Linked DNA regions of Arabidopsis thaliana: region 2 is linked to region 1. A link is a contact called in public ChIA-PET data. All regions are on one chromosome and are shown on one strand. Each heading gives the region's core, a stretch centred on a gene start, on an enhancer-like site or on the middle of the called end of the contact. The rest is flanking DNA. Distances are from core to core; before and after follow the strand shown. Region 1 holds the start of AT4G25940 (ENTH/ANTH/VHS superfamily protein). Region 2 holds the start of CK1 (casein kinase 1).

Region 1 (5,600 bases), core at 3,012-5,511:
TTGGTTGTGGCTGTCAAGTTCTTTGGATCTGATGTGAGTCTGTGCAAGCCCTTCAGCGACTCTAGCTCTGAATGGATCAACATCAATACCTCTGGCTCTGTACACCCTTTCTCGAGTCTAACGTATTCGAAGAAGAATAAAAAATTTCTCAGTGTTAGTCCTTCTGGGACGTATCTTTGGTACTTGGATCTTCACTTCGATGAGGATGATGTCGAGCCCTACTCATCATATTTATATTTTAGGGAGGACCCTCTCCTGAGGTTGTATAAGATGGATTTGGAAGATTACATCTGGCGTTTCAGAACAGACCACCTGGCGGAGTTACCCTCCGGTGAACATTTCCTCGTCAAGTGGTACGTATTTGTTTATTAATTATAAGCGCAAGTTTGCTACTTCTATGTTGAAACACATAGATATCTTCTTTTGCAGGTTCTTTAAGGACGTGATGATGAACGTGGGGAAAATCACCCAGAAAACGGATGGGTTTAAGGTGTTTAGAGTGGATACAATTTGCGGTCACTTGACTAACACGCAAGACATTGGAGATCTTTGTATCTTTCTTGGACATGGTGAAGCATACTGTGTCCCGGCAAGCTCGTCTCCTGGACTCAGACCTAACTCCATCTATTATGTGGGCTGTAACTTTGGTGTTCACGATATTGCAACCGACACTACCACTAACTTCTACACACACAGTAATGTTCCTTTAAGGTCCACTGAGTTCCCTTACTGGCCTCTTCCTCTCTCTTAGGAGTGACTTTTGATATCGTCGGATGTCTCTAATATTGGGTGGCTCTTGTGGTCTCCAATATTATGTTATTCTTTTGGGTTTGGTTCATGTACTAGTTAATGTTTTTGGTTCGTAGATCTCCGACTATTTGAAAATAAAACATGAGAGAAACCCGTTTTATCTTTCTTAATCACAACTCAGACTACTTATTTTGAAAACCTAAATTAACTCATTTGCAGGGTAAAAAGTAAAGGCAATCAAAAGTGCTGAAAGATAAAAATGGCTAAGAAATCATCAGTGAGTAGAGTTGTCTAGTAGAAAGAATGAAAGAATAACACTCTGAATATATATAATCAAACTAAACCAAAAAAAAAAGGTAACCAAGAGAAAGAGAGATTATTATCTGAGATGTTGTAACTCTAGAGGAGCATATGATGATGGTTGTTTTGTTGCGGACCAGCTGATCCTGGCGGAGGTGGGAGGGCAAGGAAAGCGTCTCCAAAAGGATTAGAAGGAGAAGGACCGGCTGAGAACTGATGATGATGATGATTTTGATGATAATCATGAGGATGAGTGTAATTGTAGGGACTCTGATGCATCATCGTCATCTGTTGTTGCTGTTGTTGTTGCATTGCCATTTGAACATTAGTGGGAGGAGCAATGTTGTTGGACATTGCAAAAGGATCTTGTTGCATTTGGAATGGGTTTGGCGGTGCTGCTGTTGTGTCTATGCCACCATGTCCATAGCCCGCATTGGTTAGCTGGATCTGTCTCCTAGCTGAATCATCCTCGTACAGACTGTCAAGCAATAGATTGTCAAATCCTCCTGCCTATAAATACAACAAGAGAGAACAAGCCCACGTGAGTTTTGAGAGTAGAAACAGAGAGTTTCATATTCAAATATATGTGGTGTTAGAGTTAATTACAAGTTTGGTGTTAGGCGCAGGGCGAGGATTATTGTTGTTGTTGTTGTTCTGAGGAGTGACCAGTGCCAATTCCCAGCCGGATCCACCGGTTTCTATTAAACTTAAAATGTTTGATGGTCCTGGAGCTTCATGACCTGCAGAGACCAATAACAGCAAAAATTTACCATTAGTGTTAGAAAATCTCTAGTTTTGGTCAAGAATCAAATTTTTGTTACCTGGTGGATATATTGCAAGAGCCAATGCATTTCGGTCCTCTATCTCTGCGGCTTTAGGGTTGATCTCATTTAGTCCCTGTGAAGGAGAAGAAAAGGTTGAGACTTTGGCCAAAAGAGATATTTGTACACATAAGATGACGTGTAGAAGAAGATTCACCAGCAGATCATCAGTGTCTATCAGGAAAGAAGGTTTAGCATCTTCCTCTTCTATTTTTTCTTGGTCTTCTTCCTCTTCTTCGATAAGCGGCTGGTCTCCTTCGCTGTTTTCCTTTTGATTATCGGCTTCTGCAGGTTCTTCAGGCTGGACAGAGTGTTCTGCTTCTTCTTCTTCTTGTTCTTCTTCCTCTTTTTCCTGATACTCCTGTGAAAAACACAACAAAATGTCAATCATAATTCATAAGAAGACTGATATTGATGAACAGGACAACATCAACCAAATATGATGAGAGTAAAACTTTGTACCAGCTTTTTCTGTACAGAACCACTTTGAGGCGCTTCTTTAATGTAGTCTTCCATTGTTGCTAGGAAAGAAGGAGGAGGCTGAAACAAGTTTTTAAAATTAAGTCTTTTGAGGTGATCAATCTCACATTCATTTATCACAAGTTAAGAAGGAACCTGTCTTAAGGTTGGGAACTGAAAGTTTCTCGCTAGCTCTAGACCTTTGCAGTATTCATAAAAGTCAGCCAAATTTTCAGCCTGTGCAGTGGAAGAACATCAATAAACAAGTTTAGTGAAGATGGGGATTTAGTCTATAGCTTTAGAGCTTTTACCTGTTGGCCAGCTCGTTTATATATATTTAGAGCTTTAACTGCATCATGTCTTGACATCTCAAAGAACTGAATCAAGAGCATAGATATATACTTTAGCAACACTCAATAGAAGCAAATTGATACTAAAACAAGAGAAGGAGATTTTTATAAAAACCATGTCTACAAGATTAATGATTCCATCATTAATGGCACAGTAGATTTTGAAGCTTTCTTTAAGCACCAATGCAAGAGCATACTGGATTAGGTAGTTGCTATATGCTGATCCTTCAGGCTGCAAAACTGAAAACATATTAAGAAACCGTTCGACGTAACAACAAAACAAAAATTTTGGATATATAACTTTTACCTGACAACCAATAAGCCTATAAAGCAGCTGTTGCAAAGCAGGTAACTGCTCTAGCAATTCTTCATCGGAGAGCATCCTTGTTCTATACGTTTGAGAAGCATTGAAATCTACGTTCTGTAATAATGATTTATGATGATAAAATTAGATTCTTGTGTTTGTTTAAAAGGTGAGAACGAATTTGAGAACAAACCTTTGAAGATGCACCTGAACCTTTTGGTAAACGTTCTGCTTCTATGTCATACTTCAAAACCCGATAGCATTCAAGCCGCTCCTCGAGGAAAAGCGCGTATGTCCTAATCCACGCAGAGCAATCCCAAGCTGCAACAAACAAGTCAATACAAGAAAATGTTTTAAAACAATTTTCATTAACACATAAAAAGCTATGTAACAAAGGATATATAATAGGCTATTTACCAAGAGGACTTGTATCGTCTTTGAAGTTTGATATTCGAAGTATATGTCCTCTATGTGAGTAATTGAGAAGCTCTTCTCTAAATGTTGGATCACCTTCTCTTAGTGTTCTATGAATGACTATTAACACCTTGATCGCAACCTGCGTGTTGGAAACACAATCTAAGCAACCCCAAAAACAGAGTTTTGTAAATTGAAAAAAAAAAGAATCTTTTAAGTTACATAGAACTCACAACCCAATTGCGAGTTTTTGACAATCTTTTGGCTAATGCGTGAATGCAGTAAGCAACATCTGCTCGTGGTTGCACTACCGATGTCGCCGAGAATATTCCTGGATAGAATGATAAAAACTCTCATAAAGATCGTATCCAAATTCAAGTGTTTGGGGGAATAAGTTAAGAAACTTACTACGAATGTGACGTTCTTTGGGAGCAGATTCTACGTGATTTGTGGCCTTTACGATCGCAACATCCAAATCCTATATATCTCGATTTCATATACATTTTATTAGTCATTTACAGATTTTTTTTGTTACCAAAAAATTTGAAAGTTTCAGAATGTAATCCTGACCTTGAATTCGCTGTTGACCTTGGCGATACTTACGGTAGTGGAATCTTTGATTGCTCCGACAGCTTTACGGAAGCTGTTAAACGTTGCCATCTAGCGATAAATCGGAATCTGGATAAATTTCTTGATAATTCCGGCGATCACCGGAATTGTGAAATGATTTGGTTAGGACGGAGAGATGGAGAAAAGAGAAGATAAGGATGAAGAAGACGAAGACCAAGTTTTTGATATGCTCTGTTGTTAGTCGCCTTAACAACAAACAGAACACCAATAACAGACTTTTCAACAATGCTACTCTCTATCTCTCTCTTGCCTCACCATTACGTGCGTAACGGAATCTTGATTATTATTTTTAAATAGATTTTTGTAATTTATCAGAGTAAATTTATATCGAAATTTGTACATCTCATTTACTAATTTCGTATTATTCCTCCTATAATCGGATGCCAGTTATTAAACTTTTCTTTTATTTTGGTATAGAATCATCATTTGCCTCAATTATCGATTTATACATAGCTAATGTCAAAATGAAATCCAGTAATTTTTGTAAGATATGCAATGCAATCTTTGTCCAAAAAAAAAAAAAAAAAAGAAAGGTAATGCAATCTCAAATTTTCCATTACTCAATCTGATTTAAAAAAAAAAAAAAACTATTTTACCTGATTAAACATATTTTGAATTTTACATATGTAGTGTCATTTTAAATAAAGGAATTTATTATTATTTATACGTTTACAAAATTGAGCGCAATGTCAAAGCTACGCCATATGGACCTAATGTGTCGGACTCGGACGGTAGTTCATACGGTGGTTGCCTTGTTTTGTTCCAAATGCTCATTTATTTATCTTAGTGAATGTCATTAACAAGTTAACAGTTTGTTTACGAATGTCCACATAATGCTCAAGAGTACGAATATGATACAAATTTACCAAACATTGCATTTATCATGCATGCATGTTCTCTTTTGTACTTATGTTTAAAATTCATCACTTGTGTACTTAGTTTCGTTTTCGATCCCCTCCTCTTTTTTTTACAATGATACTTTCATCTAATGTTTGTTTTAGTTTCCATATATTTATGAGTTTCTCTACCAATGGACTATGTATTTGGCTCTATTAGAAATCGCGGACCAAAAAACTAGAGCTGAAGAATCATAACAGTTTTATTATCAGGAGAATAAGATACGATGGGGGCGGTGTAGTGAGAATCATGCTGCAGTAGTGGTGACATACTTGATGAGCATCTTGACAATATCCTTGGAGACCTTTGAACTAGATTCCTTAAGGTTCGTAATCCTGACATCTGTCTCATCATCTAAACGTTTTGCATCTGCTTCTTGATCCGTCTGAAACAAAAGGTAAAGAATATGAGTACAAATCAAGATATCTCACTAGCCGGTTTTGTTTCGGTGTTGCTTACCCCAGAAACTTGAGTTTGATACTCTTCTTCTAATCGGGATCTGTATTCTTCCATCTCCTTCTCAGCCTCATCTTTCGCTTGCTTCATTCTTGCTAGTTTTGCTGATCATCGATCCGTCCATACAAAAAGAAAAGAAAAGCGCTGAAAAGGATTCAAAACCAAAATCTTACTATTAGAGCCAACAAGCCATAAAGGAGAAAGAGACTATACCGGTCC
Region 2 (5,559 bases), core at 1,048-3,547, 58 kb after region 1:
GTTCCCACAGCAGGATTCTGAAGCAGGAGAGACTCCATCAGAAAATGTCAAACCAAAAAAGATAGTTTAACCAAGAACTCAAGTTTTACTTACGAGGGCACGAGATGGGGGAGCGGTTAGTTGTGATTGTTGATATTTCAAGATTGTCCAGTCAAACACGTAATCAAACTGAAACCCTGCAACAGGGAAATGAAATCTTGTTAGAAAATATATTAGGCTTAAAAATTGAGAGGGAAGGAAATATCAAACCTTCACGGATAAAGAGATCTCGAAATATTCTTTTCAGATAAGCGTAATCTGGTTTATCATCAAACCGAAGCGACCGACAGTAGTGGAAATAGGATGCAAATTCGGATGGGTAACCACGACATAAAGCCTGCAGGTGTAAGGCGATCATATACGAATCAGAATGAGGGAAACAAAAATCTGAGTAAAAATGTAGCATACTTGTGAAATGAACTTACCTCAATGGATGTAGAAACTTTCTTTTCACTAATCCTTTCATACTTTTGCTTTTTGGTTCCAGCTTTCAGTCCTTGCCATGGAAGACTAAAACAGAGATATTCCACACATCAATCAAACTGAAGAAGTTAGGGAAATAAAGTGAAGAGAGTGTGAGGCATGTAGCATAAACTCACCTTCCTTTGAGGAAATACATAAGGATGTAACCAAGAGACTCAAGATCATCCCTTCGACTTTGTTCTTCAGGTTCGCAATGCCAGAAAACAAATAACAGCTGATGAGTATCAAACCTTATAACTCAAACACATAAGGAGAGTGACTGGAACAAATTAACATGAAGCAGGTCTTGTCGAGCTTACCAATTCCCAAGTGAGTGTTCATACTAGCATATCTCGCAGTTCCTGTCAGGTTTTTATTTTCCCTGCAAATGAGAATCATGGGAAAAATTAGCGTTTCCAGTCATCACATAACAACGGAATCATGCTCAAGGGAAGAACATTCAAGAGCTGATACAATGATCGCCTCACCTGTAGGGAATGTGCTGATGTGTTGTACTATCCCTATACTTCTTAGCAAGACCAAAGTCAATGATGTATACCTTAGAGAAGGATTAAACTTGGTCAATACAATGATGTCTCCAAAAGTAAAATAAGACCAAAAGGATATAGTTAAGACAATAAGATGATAAACCTGGTTCGCACGCCTTCCAAGGCCCATGAGGAAGTTGTCTGGCTTAAGATCTCGGTGAAGGAAAGACTTTGAATGAAAAAACTCAACACGGTTGATCTTATCACAAAAACCAAAGGAAGAAAGAAGTCAATATTTCCTGAAACATAGAGGAGCAAATGAAAGAAAGGCGTCACATGAAGAAGTATACCATTTGATCAGCAAGCATGAGGACAGACTTCAATGAAAGTTTCCTGCTACAAAAATTGAAGAGATCTTCAAGACTTGGTCCGAGTAGATCCATCACCAAAACATTATAGTCCCCTTCAACACCAAACCATTTGACATTTGGAACACCAGCTACCAAAGTTAAGGCAAAAGAAAGGTCATAAGTAACACAAACTTTACATTATCAGAAATCAATATCTCATTCAGAAGATAAGAATCATTACTTCCCCCTTGTAGAATCCTGTATAACTTCGATTCATAGAGCAGCTGTGGATGTTTTGTCTTCACATTTTCCTGGGAAAACAAAAACAAAGAGAATCAAAATCTCAGCTTTTCAACATACTGAACTTGATCAAACTAAACATATTGTGATAATGTTACTTATAAATCCATAAACTTTTTGATCATCAAATTATTAAAATGGGATGACTGAAGAACTCACAAGCTTAATAGCCAGTTCTTCATTCGTATGAATATTAGTACCTGGAAAATCACAGGTTAACAACAATGTTAGAGATAATGTGACGAATTCGATAATCCATAAAATTAAAAACTAGAAAGTGAGAGAGAGACGAACCGAGATAGATCTCTCCAAACGAACCACTACCGATCTTTCGGCCGAGACGAAACTTGTTCCCCACACGAGGTTCCATAAATAACCACGAAACCCCTTGTACAATCTTAACAACCCAGACGCAGATTCAAATAGAGCGAAAGGGACCCCAAAAACAATCCTGACTAGAATCAGCCGCACCAGCAATCCAGAAAAACAACCCAGAGATCACGAACAATGAGATTACGGATTTTTCGCCGACTAAATCAAAACCCAGTAATCATCTTCTTCGTGCTCTCGATCTGGTGAAAAAACTCCATATGAACAGAATGTCGTTTTCTGGGATGCTTCTCTCTCTCTCTCTCCTCTCAAGAATTGAATACGAAGATAAAAAAAAAAAAAAAAAAAAAGAGCTTCGATGGACAGAAAACGATGAGGATGTCTTTCTCAAAGTTTGCGTCTTTTTTTTTTTCCTCTTTCCTTGCAGTTGCGGGTAATGTAAAAAAATTATTTACCTCTGAATGATTCCGGTTTTGTTGCTGTGTGCTATGTTCGGTTTGGTTTCTATGCTTCGGTTCAACCAAACAATCTAATGATTATGGCAAGCAGAATAGTAAAATAGAAAAAATGTGTAAAACATCTATAGAACACATATGTATATACATGCTGAGCATCTTTAAATCCACAAAAATACTACTATTTGAGCCGAATCTACCAACTAAACTAAACCTGGTTTTAAAATTATCCGGTTTATTTGAGAGTTTCAACAACAAGCGCGCTTAGACCATCATTATTCATAGTTTATAAGGTTAGTTCTTAGATAAAGTAGGTCTTAAATTTAATGTTATAATTCAATTAATTGTTAAAAATGACTCTTATATAAGAGCCAAATCTAATGTTTCTTAGGTTAATTCTTAGATAAATTAGGTATTAAATATAATGTTTTAATTCAATTAATCTTAATTCTTAGATAAATTAAGTATTAAATCTAATTGTTTGTCATATTTGTTTAAAATTTTATGTTATGTATGTTTCAAATTTTTTGAGTTGTAATAATTATTAAGTTTTTTAAAATTATAATGTTTCTACTTTTTTTCCAATTTTTTTTTTAAGAACTCAAGTTAAGAGTCCACCATTGCATATTGCCAAAATTTCAATCTCTTAACTAAATTCTTAACTTCAAAATTTTCAAAATCAATTATAAAAATATTCATAAGAACTATTAAGATTATGCTAAGAAACTACTATTAATGATACTCTTATGATGGCTATATGATATAAAAAGATTGACCACTTACCAGGTGTGTTTGCTACGCGTGACTTGAAAGCTCTACAAAATGTTTCTCTTAAGTGGGAGTCGTGGAGGTACAAAAAGCTTTTCACCTTTGCTTTTAATAGGATGAATGAAATGATTTACAGTTATCTGATTAGGTTGAATTTGTCTCATGGTTTTCTGGTTAAAAAAAAATGCTACGCGTGAGGCTTCTTTATTGTGTTTCTGGTCAGACGTATAAAAGGTTGAAACTTCAAATTGAAAATGTCGTGATGAGCTAATCTAGATTAGAGTACGTTTAATTCGTTTGAACTCGGGATGAGCTTAAACCAAACTAAAGATCTTTGTGCCTTTTGGGATATGACTTTTTGTTGTGGACTGTTTTTTTGTTTTTGTTGTGGACTGTTTTTTGTTTTTAATTAGTATGTACAGTGTATGTGAACAAAAGAAGTAATCAGTGTATTGGGCTTGGAAGGCTCATTCTTGGGATGGGCCTTAGTACTAACAGATTCAGAAATCTTCTATTTGATCCCATTAAAGTTCACTAACCTGTACTGTATTTGGTGAAGAATCAAATATATATAAGTGTATATATATATATATAAGTATATAGATAATTAATATAATTACATGCAAAATTTTAATTATATAGATAATTAAAGTTTATATATTAGTTATATATATTTATAATTGATTGAATTCATAAATAAACTTTAATTATCTATATATAAGTCAGTTCTCATTATCCATATATATATGTATGTAAAGTTTTGCATGTTATTTAATTCAATAAACTTAATTTTGCTTTTTAAAACATTAAACATCAATTTTTAGAGAAAGAAAAGTATATATAAAAAGAGAAAAAACTAAAATGGCATTTGTTATAATTTTGGTGTGAAAAGGAGGGAGAGAAAAAAACAAAAAAACAAAGAGGATTTAAGGGTTACGAGTCGCCTCCCCAAAACCCTTGTCCCTAGTCTCTTCTGCTTCTTCTTCTTCAAAATCTCTCTCTTCACCAAATCCTCAGAAGATGAGCAACGACAAGGATAGCTTCAACGTCTCCGATCTTACTGCTGGTAAAATACTCCTACTCACGATTACTCTTATCTCTTTCTCCGCCTCTTAAGCCAGAGCTGCTTTAACCCTAATTTCCTCTGTTATCTGACTGGTGTTCCTTTTGTTTACTGTTTTTTTGCAGCTCTTAAGGACGAGGATCGAGCTGGCCTTGTCAATGCTCTAAAGGTGAGTTTTTTTCCCCTTCTGTAAACTGTCCCGTGAGCATTTGCTATTGAAAGATATGGAGGATGTTGAGTTACTTTCCTCTGATTGTTTAGATACTATAAGCCGTGTCTTGGTGTTTAGTGTTTTGGTTTCAATGTCATTCTTCTAGTACAATGATAGTTTATGAGTTGTTAATACATTGTTATTAATTCACAGAACAAGCTGCAGAATCTGGCTGGTCAGCGTTCTGATGTGCTCGAGAATCTGACTCCCAATGTGAGAAAGCGCGTTGATGCCTTGAGGGATATACAGGTTAGCGAAATTTCTTTCACATTTTACCAAACTATGTGTGCTATATATCGTTTAATGGGGTTTGTTTTGTTTTGTGTGAGTTTTCTCCCTGCTTATCTGAATTTAAAGTTTCAAAAGTAAGGTGTTGCGTTTTGATTACTGATGACTTCTTTCCACGCAGAGCCAACATGATGAACTAGAGGCAAAATTCCGTGAGGAGAGAGCTATTCTTGAAGCCAAGTATCAAACGCTGTATCAGCCTTTGTATGTCAAGGTAATTGTTAATGAGAAAGTTTTACAAACCATTTTACTAAACTCAATGTAGATCTGTGTATACTCTTTTTGCTTATGTTTACTTATCTGCAGCAGTGTTAGTTTTCTATGTGCATCTTAATGAATTCTACTTGGTATCTTGTAATGGCACAGCGTTATGAGATTGTGAATGGCACTACTGAAGTTGAACTGGCTCCAGAGGATGATACCAAGGTGGACCAAGGAGAGGAGAAAACTGCAGAAGGTAACTTCATGAGCACTATGTCTTCTTTGTTTGTTGTTAATCTTTTTGGAAAGACAAAAACAATTTAACATTTTTCTCTGTTTTTCATTGCAGAGAAAGGAGTTCCAAGTTTCTGGCTGACAGCTCTGAAAAATAACGATGTTATTTCCGAGGAGGTAGCCTATATGCAGTTTTGGTGTTCGTTTTATAAACACTCCAATCATAACCATGGAATATGAGCATAACTTATTGTCATTTATGTCAGGTCACAGAGCGTGATGAAGGGGCTCTCAAATATCTTAAAGATATTAAGTGGTGCAAGATTGAAGAGCCTAAAGGATTCAAACTTGAGTTTTTCTTTGACACGAA

What was found. ChIA-PET counts read pairs in DNA pulled down with a chosen protein or histone mark.
Region 2: a contact with region 1 is called in an H3K4me3 ChIA-PET map of shoot, with 10 read pairs. The contact joins the promoter of CK1 here to the promoter of AT4G25940 in region 1. A contact is called at or near these places in 2 of 26 Hi-C or Micro-C datasets (root and rosette leaf) and 1 of 2 datasets of contacts at active chromatin or transcription factors (shoot).

Annotation. Positions count from the first base shown.
Region 1 is chr4:13,168,643-13,174,242 of TAIR10.1, forward strand. It overlaps AT4G25940 (ENTH/ANTH/VHS superfamily protein), which reads right to left and starts at 4,262. Exons shown (of 14, transcript NM_118727.5): 1 at 3,969-4,262; 2 at 3,807-3,876; 3 at 3,632-3,729; 4 at 3,402-3,540; 5 at 3,178-3,305; 6 at 2,988-3,101; 7 at 2,796-2,912; 8 at 2,642-2,707; 9 at 2,487-2,567; 10 at 2,334-2,411; 11 at 2,029-2,232; 12 at 1,872-1,947; 13 at 1,657-1,790; 14 at 864-1,560. The coding sequence starts at 4,058. The coding sequence ends at 1,150. VATG3 (vacuolar ATP synthase G3) reads right to left here. Exons shown (of 3, transcript NM_118728.4): 1 at 5,595-5,600; 2 at 5,385-5,485; 3 at 4,801-5,310. The coding sequence ends at 5,173. It overlaps AT4G25930 (hypothetical protein (DUF295)), which reads left to right. Exons shown (of 3, transcript NM_118726.2): 2 at 1-353; 3 at 430-751. The coding sequence ends at 751.
Region 2 is chr4:13,228,500-13,234,058 of TAIR10.1, forward strand. CK1 (casein kinase 1) reads right to left here and starts at 2,298. Exons shown (of 14, transcript NM_118743.3): 1 at 1,934-2,298; 2 at 1,799-1,839; 3 at 1,581-1,650; 4 at 1,340-1,488; 5 at 1,153-1,248; 6 at 990-1,060; 7 at 822-883; 8 at 639-702; 9 at 465-549; 10 at 250-376; 11 at 94-176; 12 at 1-17. The coding sequence starts at 2,009. It overlaps NAP1;1 (nucleosome assembly protein1;1), which reads left to right and starts at 4,069. Exons shown (of 12, transcript NM_118744.3): 1 at 4,069-4,258; 2 at 4,381-4,424; 3 at 4,620-4,715; 4 at 4,876-4,968; 5 at 5,121-5,211; 6 at 5,305-5,366; 7 at 5,456-5,559. The coding sequence starts at 4,213.